2 separate regions of the Macaca mulatta genome follow, and region 2 is linked to region 1. A link is a contact called in public Hi-C data. All regions are on one chromosome and are shown on one strand. Each heading gives the region's core, a stretch centred on a gene start, on an enhancer-like site or on the middle of the called end of the contact. The rest is flanking DNA. Distances are from core to core; before and after follow the strand shown.

What was found. Hi-C and Micro-C count contacts between places; a contact is called where the count stands out from the background.
Region 2: a Hi-C map of fetal cortical plate shows a contact between it and region 1, with 2.1 times the contacts expected there. The contact joins two enhancer-like sites.

The regions. Positions count from the first base shown.
Region 1 is chr6:95,705,007-95,708,711 of T2T-MMU8v2.0, reverse strand. No RefSeq gene overlaps it. Among named protein-coding and RNA genes, the nearest start is that of MEF2C, 400 kb to the right of the region's middle. Within about 2 kb of position 1,716, at least 5 of the 40 cell types and tissues checked have an H3K27ac peak or open chromatin away from gene starts, as enhancers often do. A contact at or near this core is called in fetal cortical plate, where this site is marked.
Region 2 is chr6:95,808,826-95,812,530 of T2T-MMU8v2.0, reverse strand. No RefSeq gene overlaps it. Among named protein-coding and RNA genes, the nearest start is that of MEF2C, 500 kb to the right of the region's middle. Within about 2 kb of position 1,685, at least 6 of the 40 cell types and tissues checked have an H3K27ac peak or open chromatin away from gene starts, as enhancers often do. A contact at or near this core is called in fetal cortical plate, where this site is marked.

The DNA of each region.
Region 1 (3,705 bases), core at 467-2,966:
GAAGAAGGTATGCAACAGAAGAGGCTGAACAGGCATGGTCAGAGGGTTGGAGAGAGAATCTGGACAGTGCAGGGAAGTTTTGAGTAATTCTAAGTAGAGACTAGGAGTGTCAACGTTTTAAGACACTGAAATAGGAGACAGCATGATATAGTAGGAAGTGGGCAGGATTGGAGTCTGACTAACGTGAAAGTAAAACAGCTGTCATTTATTTGCCTTAGATTTTGGGAAAGTTACTCAACAATTCTCAATTTTGTTTGGTTTTGTTTAACCTACTTAATGGAGATAGTGTCTTATACATAGAATTGTTCTGAGTATTAAGGTTATAGTGTAGTGTCTATAACTATGCCTTAAGATCCTTCCACTGCTTCTTTTCCCCATGATTTTACCCTCATCCCAGGCATTGACCTCTGAGTGCATTTCTGAAAACAAAAGTCAGATGAGCCCATAACTGTTACTCATCTCTTATGATTTGCCTTTACCTACAGAATAGGAGACCCAGTGGTTCTTCATGGTCTGATCCCTACTCTTTCTTCTAGCCTCACCTCTTATCACTTTGACATCTCATTCCAGTTACATCATATTCATGGACATCATGCTTTGTCATACCTTCAAATCTTGGAACAAACTGCTTCCTCTTCCTAGATTGGCCTCACCTGACTCCCTGGCTGCATAACTCTTTATCACCCCTTCAAGACTTTAATTCAAGAAACTAGTTCTCCATGTACATATCCTTAGCCCCATCCACACTCTGTACTAACCCCAACGTCTACATCCCCAAACCCTTCTTCCTTGATGCCATAATATTTTGTAAATGTCACCAGTCATACTGAAGCAATATTTTAACTGTATGTGTTTGAATTCTCCCCCACCCAATTGACTAACACATATACAAAAGCAAAATGATTTCTCATTGAATCATCAATAACTTTACATGAATATATGGATGCATGCTTTTAGTGAAAGGGCATGGGTTTTACAGGTTAAGTATGCATTGCATTAAAAATGTAAACCCATGTAAACAAAGAATAAGTTACAGCAGTCCTTTCTTGAAAGTCTTGTAGTGAGTTACCTACTCCAAGTTGTATTGGTAAGATTTAGGCCTTAAAATAATACTACCCTAAAAGTTTATTCCAAGCCATGATTACTGACTCAGTATGGAATTGATTTGTAGTTTGAGAAATAGTCAGCATGGTATAGTAGTTAAGAACATGGAAGCTGGAATGAGACTACTTTGATTCAAATCCCTTTTTCTGATCATTACTAACCATGATTCTGGGCTAATTATTTAGCGTTTCCATCGTCTAGCCTCTTAATTTTTAAAATGGTGCTGAAAACTATAGATATACCTCCTAGAGATTTTATGAGAATTAAATGAGTTAATACACATAAGGGGATTATAAGTGTCTGGTACATAATAATGTTTTTACCTCTATGACTTGCGATTCCTTTTGAGGACATTAGTGGCTATAGTTATACATATCCGTATAACACTATGTACATGTACACAGTTAACAAGATAAGTACCATTTGTCAACAGGAAACAGAATTTCATGAAAGCCCCAAGGGATATCTGGATCCTAGGCTGGCCCTGAAACCTACATGTGCTCCCTGTCATTCTCTTTCTGCTCAGCTTTCTTCTCCAGCAAGCAGTCCCTTCACAACAGAGACCTTCTAAGAATAATAAAGGCAGGATAGAGCACACTGGGATGAGATTTTGTTTTTAAACAAGGACAGAAGAATGGATTCTAGTAATGCCAACTGAAAAATATTCCTTAAATATCTACTATGGTTGAGACACTAATGGGGCCAAACTGTTTTACTGGTTTTGAGCCTTAGAGGAACCTTGTGCTATCACAAGAAATAAACTTTCTTTTCTACCATGTGCCTATTTTCTTCTTCTTCTTCTTCTTCTTCTTCCTTTTTTTTTTTTCTAAAATAGCATTCTTATCAACGTGTGTAGGGTACTATGGTGATGGCTGCTATATAAATACAAGAAGAGAGAGCAAGAGAAGAGGGGGAGGTAATTAACTCAATTGTGTAAGGCTTTCTTTAAGAAGCAGAATAAAGGTTCTCCATAATTTCATTCCTATTTCCAAAGAGACAGAAAAAGTCGTTGCGAGAGATGTCCTTACAATCCCAAGCCTCGTGCACATCACTGACTCCAAGACAGGAAGCCTACTCGCTTTTTTCACCTGAATGTGCAAGGCAATCCACTTTCCCTACTGCTTTTTCCCCTCTAAGTAAACAACCTCTTTATAAATGGAAAAATGGAGAGCAAGTCTTTCAAACAGTTGTCATAAATTAGAATAAATTGCATTAATTCAAAATGTAAAACTAGGAGAGCCAGGAGAACATGCAACATATTTTCCCCAAATAACACTGTGAACAAGCACAAGTGTATACTTTGGGCATATGTATATCTTTCCTCTGACTGACAGCCTGAAGGATCGTCCATGTGATTTTTGTGTTGCTGAGGTGGAAACAATCTTTATTTGGACTGAATAGCAGAGTAAACAGGAATGAAAAAGAGACACAAAAGTTTACAGTACAGATGGTTTTCCAATTCTTTTACAAAAATTGTCTGTCTTATCAAATAAAGGTGCATTTGCCTTTTGTTCTAGTCAATTGTCATGGGTGCTTTTCAGGATTATACAACCAGAAAAATTAGAGTAGGTCAGTAAATTATGTCCTAAGTTTAATAATGCCACACAGGTTAAATGTAGCAATTAAAGTTTATCTTCCCTACCTTTTAACTGTAAAAACAAAATGATTCATTCTCTAGTGTGGCTATGTAAGTCATGAAAGAAACTGGAAACCTTAGTGATCACAAGCCAAGATAAAGAAATAAAATAAGAAAGAAGTGTGTGTGTGTGTGCGTGTGTGTGTGTGTGTGTGTGTGTGTACACATACCAATACATATGGGGGAACAGGTAAAAGATTTTGATGATTCAAGAAAAATATTAAAAGGCATGCCAAAAGTGTGGTCTCCAGAGACACACAAGGGTTTGATTAAACTATAATTATGCCTACCTATAAGCAGCATACACCTGTGCACCTAAAAGCCTCCTTCCTATGTTTGGAAGAAGATTTTCCTTCCTACATAGTCATCTGGCTCTGTAATCTGAATAAACCGCCTTAGGTAGCACAAGGAAGGGATAACATAACAATCCATCTCCTGTCAACAAGACCCCTTCCCTTTCAGGGAAGAAAACGGCTATTCTAATAGAATTATCCACAACTTTACTACAGTTATGTCAAATTTAAAATAAAACAGCACTACCTAAATATTTACTATGCATTTTTTATTTAACATGATTTTGGCTTTGAATCATGATATATCTTTTTTTGTGTGTCAAGTACTGCCTTTACCTCCAACATTTTTTTACCACAGAATCCATGGCAGTTACAAGGTCTAATTTAGAAGAACATGAGGGAACCATGGACAAACATACAGGTCTAACTTCCAGGCTCGTCCTTGATCCTGCAGGCTCTTCTGCTTGCTTTGAAAAGACCAGTTATGGCTCTCAAGGGTGCTCTAATCTGGAACCATTCCCATGAAACAATCAATGGCATATCATCATTTCTTTCCTTTTCCAAAAGAACAGGATACACAGAAAATAATGCACATGTAGTAGAGAGTTGAAAGCCTAATGCACATAGGAAACGGACCCCTCCAAATCAGCACATCAGGCCACCAGATATCAG
Region 2 (3,705 bases), core at 436-2,935, 100 kb before region 1:
AACATGGGGGAAAACATCTCACAGAGTTGTTGAGGAGTTAGGTGAGACACCTAATGAGAGGAATTACCCAGTATAGTGTCTGGCAGGTAGAAGACTAGTGAATCTTTTCCAACTTTAAATCCAATTTGTGCCATCCTTGTATTTTTTAATTGATATTGAATATATGTATTGCTATTTGATATTTTTGTAAGAATGGTTTACCTACTCAACTAGATATTAAAGTTTCTTGAGACTAGGGATTATATATTGGGTTACATATCTCACATTACCTCGCATATATTATGAATATGGATAAGTACCCACTTAACGGATGAATATTAAACATTACCAATCAAATGAACTACATTCACAGATTCTGTTTGATGCCCTAGCTCTGAAACAAATAAGGCAAGATAATTAAATTTTTTTTCTTTAAAGAGGAGCAGAGTTACATATAAATATATTTGTATTCAGTGACACAGTTCAACCATAACCAACCACTAACTGAAAGGAGTTGAAAGCACGAATTGAAATTTCTATACCATAAACAAAATGCTTTTTCATTCAATGACTGCAAGTTAAACTGCATAGAGTTTGGTTGGTACAGGAAAATTCTGATCTGGGCTACTTACTACATAAGCAGACAAGAGCAGCCACATAAATTAAATGATATCTGATATGCAGATGCAAATTAAATGCTTGAATCATTAAATCTCTTTTCTCTCTGTTCACGAGAATGTTCCAGCATCATGCAGGCATAGCATTCAGCTGCACATTGTGTTGAAAATTAAAATGGACAAAAGCCTTGAAATTGATGACCTATCCCAATTAGTGTCGCTTTCTCACATAAATGTATATGATTTTCAGGAAAAAGTATATTCTCAATTTATTTCATGATTTCTTGATGATGATAGCAAAGTCTATTTCCTAAACTGTATGGTAGAAAGATTTATAAACATCTTCTTATACAGAAAGAAATTGAAGCAAGAAAGGATCTTCACAGAATAACTGAATAGTGGGTACATAGAAATATACCTGTTCCTCAGATCTAGCCATTCAGAAAGAAGGCAGGCACAACCCTCACTCATCAAGTCCATTCCTTAATTCTGGCAATTTAATATGGTACTGATCAGAAAGTTTTGAATAATATGCATGTCACAACCCCAGAGTGGAGAGCTGATTTGACTTGTCTATTTGTTTGTACATATTTTGAATTTTTTAAAATGACACAATGCAACTTGAAAAGGAAACATTTGATTGCAGGAGTTCATATGTACTCTTTATATGTTTTCATAAACCTTCTTCATCTATATTTTCGGCAATTTTTCTTGGACGTCTAACAAATACTGAAATCAGTTTGCCTCTCCACTTACCCTTTCATAATGTTCGTGACACAATCCTGTGTAATTTGACACCTTGGAACTTTAAACAGACTCAGAATCTTTTGGACCTTCTAGCCATCATCAATTCACATAGTGTGCAGTAAATCCAGCTCAAAATAAACAACACAGATGGAATCGAAGCTTATAGTACAATGTCAGCAGTATCCACAGATTGACAGAGCTAGTTAGGCTGCCAGATGCACAGAATGTTGTTCTATCTACTTGTTCTTTATAACTGGACTTGATGGAGTACATCAGTGTCAAACTCCTTGCTGGTTTCCACACGCACACGCACAGAAACGCACCCGCATAAACACGCACATTCCTGCGCTCTATATCAACGGCACCATCTGCTCTCAGCTTTACATGTGGTAGCTAACTAACTATCCTACTGTGCCTGGTCTCACCGACTGCTTTCCCTGGAAACAAATGACAACAGTTTTTATCTTGTGCCCTCCTTGGCATTATAAAATAAGGCTCTTAACATTTCCATACGCATATATTTTACATGCATTTTTAAAAAATTCTGTTCTCCGTTTTATTTACTGATTCCCTAGAGAATGGCAATATCTCTTTTTATATCTTCCCCAAATTGAGATTTTCCTATGGAACTTCTATACCATGATTGTTTCTTCTAAGATTTACATCAAAGCAATATATATAAAAGCAATGGGCCCTGGGATCATTTTCCTCTCTATATACTATTTTGTAGGGTACTACATACTACTTGCAAAATGGGGGTGTGAAAAATGTGAGGATGCAATAGATGCAAAAGCATTCATTCCTTTTCACTATTCTTCTGTATATTCTATTGGCAATAATGACCATTCTGGAACTGTTGAGATGGAGGTTGGCGGGGGGTAGAGGGGGGTTGTATAAACATGAAATACTTTTATATGCAAGTGTCTTGCCTGTGGGAGGAAGCCCACATGTTATTCTTTTCCCAAATGCAGAATTTTTGCCTTGACCTCTTTGCCATCTCATGTGAGATCTAAATGTTTAGTAAGATATAAAGGGGATAATCACTTTTTTAACCGACAAAAATTAAATTGTAATGTCTTTTCAAAGCAATACATTCACTTGAACTAGGAGTGTGAAATGTCATAAGGAGGATAGATGGAATGAAATTATTGAAAGATGACCCAGGTTTGGGCTGTACCAGATATCCCTTCCTAACCCTTTTCAATGTCTAGCACCTGTCTTTATGACAATCTCTCCAGAAGATCTACGGAAATTATACTTACCTTCTGGTAACTAGGTAACATAATCTCCTGGAGGCTAGCTAATTGCAGCCCACGATAACCTCACATACAGTAACTGTTAAATTTTTCATTTCTTTCAAATTATTATGGATCAGTGGAGAGGGTATTGATTTGATTTATTAACAGATTCCCAGTCTGTTCCAAGGTTAATGATTACATGTATCTCAATTACATCCTTAACAGGTTATACTGTATGATTTGTTTTAACTGCTTTGTACATTGTGTATCTTTCTCAGCTGAAAGGCTTCTTAACACTTCATGATTTAACAAATCTTTCTGCTCCTCTTCCTAAGACAATGAACCTGCTCTGATGGAATACATAAAAGTAGGACAAAAATGAACTGCAAAAGCATTCTGCAGAATCTTCCAAGAACCATAGCAAACAGTTTATTTTAGTCAGGTAAATACTTGGCAATTCATTCATATTTGAAATATTAATAAGCATGGAGCAGAGGGTTGATCCTTCCTCTTGGTATTTTATACCACCTTCCTTATGTAGGAAGCACTTTATTTTTTAACTCTGATCTTTTGAATATACACATAATGAAATTCTTCTTAGAAAAGCAGGAGCAAAATATATATTTTTAAATCACTGTAATTCTTCCAGCAGAAACCAGATACATCTTAACTGCTCTGTAGAACCAAAAACTATGAAATAATTAAAAAATATAATAACCATGTGATACTGTTTAGAATGATAGCAAGTCAAACTCAAATGATTTATAGGTATGCTTTTCCTATCTATAATGGATAGCCAGGCAGGAGGAGAGAGAAAGATCCATTGCTGGGATTCTCTAGCAAAGACCCCATCTACCAATTCGAAGATGACATATTGATTTTGACAAGAAAGAAGACAATTATGTATTCTAGTACCTCTATTTTCTTTTTTCCTTTTACTACTGCCGCCAAGCCTACTTGCCTCTGTACATTTAGGCAAATAATTTTTTTACTGTATCCTGAACTAGAATTGTTGAATCTAGGGACTGTCTAAACATGCTTTCTTTGATGAAAAAGCTTTGCTTCTTGCTCATAGAACTATAGATTCCATAGCAGAAAATACATTTTAAAGAATGTTATTGCTT